Regions from separate parts of the Gossypium hirsutum genome. Here region 2 is linked to region 1. A link is a contact called in public Hi-C data. All regions are on one chromosome and are shown on one strand. The core of a region is the stretch at or near the end of the contact, and the rest is flanking DNA. Distances in the headings are between cores, read along the strand shown.

The links. A called contact is a pair of places that touch in the nucleus more often than the background predicts.
Region 2: a Hi-C map of leaf shows a contact between it and region 1, with 3 times the contacts expected there. The contact joins the promoter of LOC107888813 here to the promoter of LOC107938838 in region 1. A contact is called at or near these places in 7 of 34 Hi-C or Micro-C datasets (callus, hypocotyl and leaf).

Annotation. Positions count from the first base shown.
Region 1 is chrA01:54,512,036-54,517,655 of Gossypium_hirsutum_v2.1, forward strand. LOC107938838 (TBCC domain-containing protein 1) reads right to left here and starts at 1,834. Exons shown (of 8, transcript XM_041111740.1): 1 at 1,208-1,834. The coding sequence starts at 1,690.
Region 2 is chrA01:54,668,167-54,673,650 of Gossypium_hirsutum_v2.1, forward strand. LOC107888813 (60S ribosomal protein L6-1) reads left to right here and starts at 1,381. Exons shown (of 5, transcript XM_041111749.1): 1 at 1,381-1,708; 2 at 1,809-1,915; 3 at 2,603-2,784; 4 at 2,874-3,031. The coding sequence starts at 1,452. The coding sequence ends at 3,029. TRNAK-UUU (transfer RNA lysine (anticodon UUU)) reads left to right here and starts at 1,112; the gene lies at 1,112-1,184.

The DNA of each region.
Region 1 (5,620 bases), core at 584-3,083:
TGATCTATTTGGTTGTTATTTTATGATTACGACTTATTTTCCTCTATTTGCCTTTCACCTCCTAAAAGTTAGTATTAAAAAAAAGTAAATAATTGAGCAACTTAATAATTTATTAAAAATGAATATAACTAAAATGCAACGCCAACATATAATTTTCTACATAAAGGCATACTCATGCAGTTTACTTACAAAATCAATTTTACTTTTTTAACTTCTTTTTCTTAAGTGTAACAAGTACAATCAAGGTACAAATACATGTCCAAGTAACCACAAGCATCAAACTATTACAACGGACTACCCAAGGTACCACAAAGTAGAATCGAACCATTGCAGCACAAATAGACTAAGAACTAGTACAATCCATACTAAAGCTAAGAAACTAGACTAAAACTCACACATGACAACTGCACATGATGGGACTCAGACACCATGCATAAAATTATACGAAAGCTAAGAAACTCGACTAAAACTCACACGACAACTGCACAGATGGGACTCAAACACCTACGCATATAATTACGCATGGTAAGTCTCAAACCTGGGACCCAAGGCCTCCGCCTTTACCATTTGGGCCAAGGCCTCATTGGGAATTGTATTTTAACTTTAATTTATTAAAATTATTGTTTTTATAAATGCATTGTTCAAGAAGTATGCATTGCACATCCTTTTTGCTTCAAAAAGCAAGCGACAAAAACATCAACCAAATGGAATTTTACAAAAAATTAAAACAAAATCCTATTTTATCAATAAAAAAAATAATGGTAAAATGTTAAGCAAACTCACACATAATTGTTCCATATAAACATATATCACGCATTGTTGGCATCTGAAAGTTAAATTAATACTTCAAAAATATTATTGCCTTTAGTTTACTAAGAGATTTTGCATCCTATTTCCAAAACCAAACATAGCCTCAGTTATCTAAAAGATTAAATCCTCGAAGACATCTTTCCGTTAGTCAAAACAGAATCACATTTGTTCTTTCCCAATGCCGAGCAAGAGTCAACTTTTCGCGAATTTCATAAGCCCACAGCATCAAAGGCGTTTATTTTCCTAAAAGTAACCATCAATCTACCATAATTGTATAAACGACATTGAAATTAAATCAATAACCACCTAAGTTCCAATAACCACAAATTCAATTAAAAAAAACACATTTCACCAAAAAAGAAAAAAAAAAGGGATAGCGAAGGGTCAGGCTCCTTACCTGCAAAGGCGAAAGGGCCGACAAGTAACCATCGAATGCTGACATGGAAGGCCAGACATCGGCAACCGCAGCGGAGTCCTTGTGCGAGCGCGGCAAAAGCCTCTTATACGATTGAATATACAAAAACAGGATCAGATCACGCAAATCGGCACCAATGGAGTCGACATCATCCGGCAGGGCGGTTACGAGCGGGTCGGGTTCCGAGTGGAGGACAGAAGCGAGAGTTTCAAGGACGAGACGCGAATGGTCGAATGAGATCTGTAGCAATTCAGCGAGGGCCGCCGAGTCGACTCGTTGAGTTGAGGGGGATGCGAATTTTTGCTTTAGAGGGGTTAGTGCTTGGACGGGGTCGTTGAATATGAGCTTCTGGATTGTTAGGAGACCGTGCTCGAAAGGCTCGCGTCGCGGGTGTAAGATAGCGGTCGGTATTGGAATCGAATTCGGGTCGCTCGATGACGTTGATGGTTCTATGGGGTCGGCCATCGCTTTGATTTAAGATAGGCTTTTTTTGCTAATGAAAAAAATGAAATAGAAGAGTTTTGTTCTGCAGATCTTCGAGCAATGAATGATGTTGTTGAAGGGGAAGAGTGAGTGGTTGGGTGCGGTTAGGTGGGATCGGGTATGGTGGAACCGCTGACGTGGCTGGATTTACTGGGATGTAACGTTAGTAGAGGCAATCAGTTATTTAGGTCAAATTTTATAGAAAGGTCCTTTTATTATGCATTTTGTTAGATTTAGTCCTTCTATTATAATTGGATTATATCTAATCTCTTTGGTTTTTTTTTTTAATATATATTTTCAATCCTGAAATATTTTTTCCATTAATTATGTCAAAAAGTTTGATATGGTTTTTCAAACATGCGGTAATGTAGCCTTAATATTTTTATATAGTTCGATAAATTTTAGGGTAAATTGTACCATTAGTGACTAAATTATGAATAAATTTTTATTTTGATCACTTAATTAAAAAACTATAATTTGGTCATTAAATTATTCAAAAGTTTTCATTTAAGTCACTGAGCTGTTAAAATCGATATTATATGACTTTTTTTATTTACATTATCTAAACCAATCAAAAGCTCTCTCTTTTTTGTCTTCTATAGTTCAGCTTTTTTCATGAAATAGTTTTAGACGTCACGAATCTGTAAACAAAAATTCAAACAACTATTATTCTTCTCGTCAATGAGTGTTGATCTATCATATCAATTGTCAAATCATTACTTGGAACTCAAACTTTTTTAAAAAAAATAACATAATTGCCAAATGACTTAAATAAAAACTTTTTAATAGTTCAATTACTTAAATAGAATTTTTTGAATAATTTAGTGATCAAATTATAACTTTTTTAATTAAGTGACAAAAAAACACTTATCCATAGTTTAATGACTATTGGTGCAATTCGCCCTGAAATTTATACATAGTTTCCTCTTTTTATTTTTATTTTTAGATTATAATAAAAAAAAGTATATGTCACATGTTTAAAAAATAAATTATGCCAAATTATTTAAAGAAATTGATGAAATAAATTAGCCTAAAAACCATAAATGTACATATTAAAAAATTAAAAAAAATACAAATGATTAATTCTAGAGGAGGGATTAAATAAATGATCGTATAGTACAAAGACCATACATATAATATGACCAATTACTTACACTTGTTATACCCCTGCCTGGGTACCTACTACGGCTCTCATGCATGTACATCCTGCACGATGTAAAGAGTTTCCTCGCGATGCCATCAAACACAACCATCATATTAAATCTAATTTCATTATTATTCTCTTCACCAATTATAAAGTTCGTCACAACAAGATATATCTAAATTACACATAAATTTATATTTAAATTAGACTCTACTAATAAAACAATCATACAATACGAGACTATTCAAGCTATTTTTCACTTATAAATAATTCTTTTTTCCGAAATCAGGATTACAAAACGAAATTTGCAACTTAAATTTTTCTCAAATATCACTTCAAAACCTTTAAAACCCTCATCATTAGTGGTTCTCCACACCACCTACAATGTTGATGGTGCGCGAAAAATTGACATATTTATGTGTTTTATTTTAATAAATTTTTAGACATGATGCTACTAATTTTTACGTTTATTTTTTAATTTCTATGTGGATGTAATATAAATCTAAAATGTGAAGAATAAATAAAAATATAGAGTCACTTGGAAGATTTGGATATAAGAGTAGCAATTTGACCTGCAATGCTTTTTAGATTTTAAGAAAATTTTATTTTTATTTAAATATTATTTATAAAAATATTAATTAGGAATTTAATCGAATTAAATTTTATCCCTTATATTTTATTTAAATAAATATTTAATTTACCTTTAAGAAATTGTATAAGGGTATACCACTAGAAATTAATTTCACTGAAAATTGGAGGGGAAGGGTGGTTCCATGTTTTGGCTTTGGAAAGAAAAACAAAATTCAATTTCTTTCTTTAATTTGCTTGCGCCATTGATCCCGTTACTCTTTTTTTTTTATATTATGAGTAATTAGATTATATTTTAGTTAAGGGTAGATCAAATTTCGATATTAGAGTTATGAGTAGACTTAATCATAGGTTAGATTATTCGTTCAGACCCGAATGCCCACTCAAAAAATGGAAGAGTTTAGATAAAAATATAGGTTTGAAAATGAGTTTGAATAGAAAATAATGTCCGTTTTTTAAATGGGTTGTGTCTTGAGTAAAATTTTCTTTCTCGAACTTGGCTCGGCCTGAATCAACCTAAACTTTCTCTTTTGTTGTTGTTTTGCTGCCATCTTGCTGTTGTATTGTTTCTATTTTGTTGTTATTATTTGAATATTGTATAGCTCTTTTTTTGTGTCTATTTTAGAGGTATTTATTTGCTAAGTTGCAATTATCTTATTGTTATTTAAGTATAAACACTTTTTTTCATTTATTTTCAATTTGTTGGGAAATATTTATTTTAATATTTTTAGTGTATTTGATGTATTATATTTTTTAAATTTGTTTTTATATAAAAATAATAATCTAAAAAAATTAATACTGACGGGATTTAACATTTTTAATTTGGGTCGAGCCTGGACAAAATTTTAGGGCCATTTTTCGGGTCGGGCCTGAGCTTAGAAAATGGGCATAAATTTTTGCATTGGCTTGGCCCGAATCGGTCAACCCATGATCAGGTCTAGTTGTGAGATCAAAAATCATACTTAACCTTTTTCGTTTGAATATCTGTTTTTTTTCCGTTTTAAGAGATAGATAGGATCATCTCATAATATTGTTTTTAGCATCATTTTAAGAAGGTTCCCTTATACGGTGTTGGAAAGGGTACACTGTAACACTCTTTAGCCCATCAAGAAAACATGGCGTATAACATTCAGTCAGACAAACTGCCCAACGGACTAGGGCTACCGACAAATTCAAACCTTTCGACTTAACTTAAATTTTTAGAAAAACAATTATGAAGATTTCCCTTTTAGTTAATGCATTTTTAAATAAAATTGTTAGGAATTTAAAAGAAAAATCTATATCCAACTTTGACGTATACATATAAATGATGATCTCATAAACAACAAATCACTAGAGTTTGGCCTATACTTTCAGAGTAAGGGGCAATTCTCTTTTTAAAACAGAAACAATGCAAAAGATATAGATAATTACATAAGTTGATTACAAAACTGATCTATATGCCACCCGCCAAAATAGTCATGCATGATACAAAAACAAGCAAGTGGCTCACTCATAACCGCAGTTCTGGCGTAGTCCCCTTCAACCGATTCCTCCTCTATTATCAACACGCCTGAAAAGGAAAAGTAACAGAATAAGTTCAATTGAACTTAGCGAGTTCCAAAAATAGACACAAAAAATTTATAGGAATACTGTTAATCAACAAGCATCAATACCAATAAGAAAAATAGACTTTTCATGAGACTCTATCGTACAAACACAATACGCTAAAATGTCATCTAGAGTTCTCTGGCAGAAACACTTCGCCAAATTAGATATAACACACAATAGCCATGCGTACACATTTCACCAACTTACACATAATACATAGTACATGTGAGTTCACTATATGCCAACTTATACATATCTCTCACAACCATGCATGTTTACAAATGACTCATCATTGTGCCAACCTTGGACCCATAATTCAAAATTCATAATCACAGATCAGTCATATTCATATTCCACCATAACTCCTCATATCATCTTGTTAAGTTGAATATGTGTTCTCTCGCAAGGCCGGATCATGATCTGTCAGTCCAATTTGCAATATAGCTACCTTATCGGAGACATCACAAACATATCTCCTTTCTACATTTTCACATATCCTAGATTGTCAGGTACTGGGCTCATGCAACAAGGAGAGTGTTTTTACATCAACAATGGACATACTCACATATACAACACTAGTTTATTACATA
Region 2 (5,484 bases), core at 131-2,630, 160 kb after region 1:
ATGTTTCAAATTAAATGTAAAGATCCATTACTATTTGAATGACGTTGAGAATTTTATCTGAGATAAACTTTCAAATTACACAATAAATTCAATTTGCAATGCAATACTAAAATTTTGGTTTGTTTTAATTATATATATGAAATTTTAATTCATTTTCACTTACTAGTGACATTAAGCAAAAAGATTAATTCATTTTCATCTTTGGCTAAATATTATTTTTGTACTTTAAATAATGAGAGGAGTCTGGTTCAAGGAAAGTAAAATTAGTTTTGTAATAGGATTATAATACAAAATTTATAGAGCAGAATGTCAAATATGTTACATTACCTTATTTGGATAATTTAGTTGAAGTATAGGATTCAAGTGTTTGTTTGACAAATTGTAAGATTATCTAAAAATACATATTACTAAATAGACCTTGTTATAGAATTTGTTTTTTTTTTTAACAAATTTAGTTTTTAATATTTTTTAGTCTCAATTCTCATAAAATTACGAATCATTGTAATTCTTATTTTGTATTACAATTTATATATTAATGAGTAACCATATGATGTTAAAGTAAATATATAATTATTAATTATAATAATTCATAAAAAAAATGATTGTATCATCAATCATATTAAAATAATTAATATACTAATAAATAAATCATCACAATAAATATAATATAACGTCTACTATTCCATTGTTAAGAAAAAAAAAGGAATTTTTATTTTTTAATTAGACTTGTTTTTTTCGAAAAAAAAGATTAAAGTGATTAAAACAATAAAAAATAAAGGATAAATTGATCTAAAATTTAAAATTACACTTATAAACTAAAATTATTTAAAAAAAAAAAGAGTTTTAATGAGATTGAACCTTATATAAGGATATCTTTATACTAATTGAGCATTACGAGGTGATTGGAATGGTTAGGAATGAAGCTAGTAGCATACGAGTATACAATAGTTGATAAAAATCAAAGTTAAACATGTAATTACACGAAATCAAAACATATGTATTTTTGAATAAGAAAATGTACAAACTTGAAAATTATTCTAACTATTATCGGGTAAAGTTAATTAATCCATTTTAAAAATCAAATATTAATTATCGGAAAGTAACCGGCCCCGCCGTTTTTGCTCAGTCGGGAGATATCATGGCTTTTAACCATGTGGTCGTGGGTTCGATTCCCACAGACGGCGTCTATTTTTTTGTTATTCCACTGCTCATTTTCGGCTGGTTATTTGGGCTTTCATTACTTTTGTTCTCGAAAACGGGAAAAGAATGTCTTTACGTCCAACAAAATTGGGCCATTATTTTGGATTGGATCATGCAATCAAGCCCAAACCCGAAAGTCAGTTGGAAACTGAATTCACCATAAAAAACCCTAATCACTTGGAGTCAATGAATGCATCGTTTAGACGCCTCACTGAACATCAGCATCAGAGCGTAAGGGTTTAGAGAAGAATATGGCGGCCAAAAGGAAGACCCCCGTCAAGTCCCGAAACCCAGATCTCATTCGTGGCGTCGGCAAGTATTCCAGGTCTAAGATGTACCACAAGCGTGGCCTTTGGGCCATCAAGGCCAAAAACGGCGGCTTTTTTCCCCGCCATGACCCCAAACCTAAGGTCCCCGCCTCCGCCGAGAAACCCCCCAAGTTTTACCCTGCTGATCATGTCAAGAAGCCCCTTCTCAACAAGCGCAAGCCTAAACCCACCAAGCTCAGGTTCTTCTCTCTAATCATTATTTATTTGTTTTGTAGATATTTTAGAAGTTGCTACTTTCTTAATGTTGGATCATTTTTTTGGGGGGTTTAATTTGTTTAGAGCAAGCATTACGCCTGGGACGGTGCTGATTTTGTTGGCTGGTAGATTTATGGGGAAGAGAGTTGTTTTCTTAAAGCAACTTCCTTCTGGGCTTCTTTTGGTTACTGGTAACCATTTTTATCCTCTAACTTTTGTTTCATTTGCTGAATGTTTATTTGGAATTTGTTTTATGGAATGATATTATAGATACTAGACCCATATCTGAAAATTTTATTTTAACAAATTTCATAAAATGATATAACAACCCAAGTATGCCAAAGTTGAATTATTAAAAATTATCCTGTTTTGGCTTCAAATTTCTTTATCTGCAAATATGTTTCTAGAATCTGTATGAAAAAGACAAATTGTCCTCAAAATAATCTCTATTCTTCTTAAAATAAGAGAGTTGAGACCCGGTTGAAGAGTACCACAGACTCGGTAAAAATGTACACCCTTGTGTTTGAGAAAGTTTCAAATCATGCTTAACTCTACTATTTTTTTTTTAATAATGTCAATATCTGTAGTATGGACTCTGAATGCTTGAACTGATGTTTTTTCTATTGCTGTATTTTGGCTTTGGTTCTACTTCTACTTATATGTTAGATTCTATCATAATATATCCTGTTTAACATTCAATGGTCTGGTGTTTAAGTGCTGCGATCGTGAAATCATAACCTGAGATTTACTTGTATGCTAACTGTTTTGGTATCTATGATTGCCTCTCCTGGCTTAAGGAGGAGGCTCGGTTATCATTACTTGTTGGTTGTTTGAATTTCATGCTTTGCTCATATGTGGGGAACTTGTTTTCATTGTAGGACCGTTCAAGATTAATGGCGTTCCTTTAAGGCGTGTGAACCAATCCTATGTCATTGCGACTTCCAGTAAGGTTGACATCTCCGGAGTTAACGTAGAGAAGTTTGATGACAAGTACTTTGCCAAGGAAGTAGACAAGAAAACGAAGAAGAGCGAAGGGGAGTTTTTTGAAGCTGAAAAAGAGGTTAGTTATATTGCATTTACTATTATATAAGCTTGTCATAATTAAGCAAATCTGATTTGAGTTCCTTTAATTTTATCGAAATGGTATAGGATAAGACGGAACTGCCAGAAGACAAGAAGGAAGATCAGAAATCTGTCGATGCCTCTTTAATAAAGTCCATCGAGGGAGTCCCAGACTTGAAGGCCTACCTTGCCGCAAGATTTTCGCTAAAGTCTGGCATGAAACCGCATGAACTTGTCTTCTAGAAGTAAGTTGTTAGCTAAGTGCTTTTACATTGGTGTTGTTTCGGTTTTTGAGTATCATTGATCCTATTTTCGGATGCTATATAGGTAAACCTAAATCTGAGGCAAGAACCCCAAATTTCCATTTTTGTTTTCTTCTAATCTCCACTGGATTTTGTTTTTATTTTTTGTTATTGAAGTTAATTGTATGGAATTTTGCCCACTAGATACTAGAGTGTTGTAAGGGAAAACCATTATGATTTTGCCAGCTAAAAAGAAAAATAATAAAAAATAAATTTACAAAAGAGTAAAGTTAGATGGGTAATTTAATATTTATATATAAAAAAAAAACCTTAAAGCCCACTCTCCTATATTTTATATCTAGTTATAATTTCCCAGCTTTGACTGGAAATTTCTTTTTATAATTAATTTCGTAAAATTTCATAAATAATAGTCAACCAAAAGTAATTAGTATGAATAATGAAATATGAGTAAATTTTATTCAAACATATTTTTTTATCATTTTTAAAGCATATATATATGATTTTTTTTGTTATCTTAAGTAAATATAACCTTGCTATCTTCAGTAAATATATGATCACTTATATCATTTAAATTAAATTAAATGACATTATTGTGTTGGGCATAGACTGTTTTCGATTACTATGTTTAAATTTAGAAGTATCTATTATTTAGTTCGATAAAATTTGATTTTTTACATAAGATCATTATTTTGTTGAAATAGTTGATATTCTTAATTATTTTATTTAAAATGTTGAAATTGAGATTTTCTTAAAGATATCCATTCCAATTCCATGCGAATATATATATATATATGGTGTTAGAAACATGTTTTTAAGAGATATAATCATTTTAATCAATATAGTTAAAGATAATAACAATTTGAACTAAGGCTTATGTTAAATTAAAATATAAAATTTAAATCCCAAACATGGTAGTGAGATCTAAACCAGAATTCTACAAATATCTTATAATGAATTTGAAAAAAAGGTCATGCTATTTATTAGTTCAAATTATCACCTTTAATATTTTTGATAGCTGACATGGTGTTTTTTTAGTAACACTTATTTAATTTCATCATGCCACTAAAATAAATGTTTTTGATGAAATAGTATTTCACTAAAAAATATTGACTGTAACAAAATTAATTAAAATAGCTAACATTTAATGTTAACTATTTAGATTTATTGATGTTTATATCAAACTAAAATGTAAAGATTAAATAATCACGAGAGTTAGTGAGATGACAAGAGTTTTGTTTGCTTAATTAGCGGTCGACGGTTTGATTTTTGTATTAGTATGAAGTAGTTTTAACTCGTGGTTACCATTTATCTCTTAATGTTCTTATAAAATGCGGATGATTAATTGAGCATACTATAATAAATATATTGAGAAATTAAAAAATATGTAAAATACTAAAATATGAAATGTGAGCATAATAGAATACCAAAATTCAAGTTTTTACCATTATACTTGCAATGGGAAAAAGTAAACATATAGATCTGAATCAGGTGAAACTAAATCTAAAACTTAAGTCATTAGTCTTTATATGATTTGGTTATTTTACTAATATTAACAATTTAAATTAGTCCAATCACGAATATAGCTAAACTCCTTGGTATATGTTACGTTTTTTTTTTTCCTCAAAATAGTGAATTAGATCTAATTATAGGTTGGGCTATTCGGCCCGGTCCGAAGATCTGCCTGAAATATGGGAAGGTCTCAAGTAAGAAATTTTTGGCCCGAACCTGGCCTGGCCGGAATTTACTAAAGGACAAAAAAATCTGCTCTTTTTTTTTAATGTTATTTTCTTGTTTTCTCCCTATTTTTCTACCATTTTACTATTTTATTGTATTGTTTAGATATTGTATAAAACTTATTTAATTGTTAATTTTGTTATTATTTTAAAGATATTTGTTAATTTTTTTATTATTTTAGAGGCATTTGTTTATTAAGTTGCATTTATTTTAGTGTTATTTAAATCTACATATTTTTTTAAAAATTTATTTTCAATTTGTTGAGAAATATTTATTTTGATGTTTTTAGTATTTTTGATGTATTATATATATTTAAAAAAATAATATAAAAATTAATAGGGAAGGCTGGGTCGGGCCTAAGTTTTATCTTTTTTATCTAGATAGGGTTTGGGTAAAATTTTAAACCTATTTTCTGAGCCGAGCTAGGCTTGGCCTAGAAAATGGGTCTGAATTTTAATTGAGCCCAACCAAAATCCAACCCGGCCCATAAGCATCTCCAAATTCGTGAACGTATGTTGAAGTTTTTGTTGCATGACAAATTAATAAAAAAATATATTTTAATACGAGAAATTTCAATTTTTGGATTTATTAAGAAATGTTCAATTATTAATACCAATTTTCTAAAAGGGTAAATTATAAAATGGTAAAAGTTAATAGCTGTTTGAATATTAGCGGAATTGTTCATGTGTGCTTTTTATTGA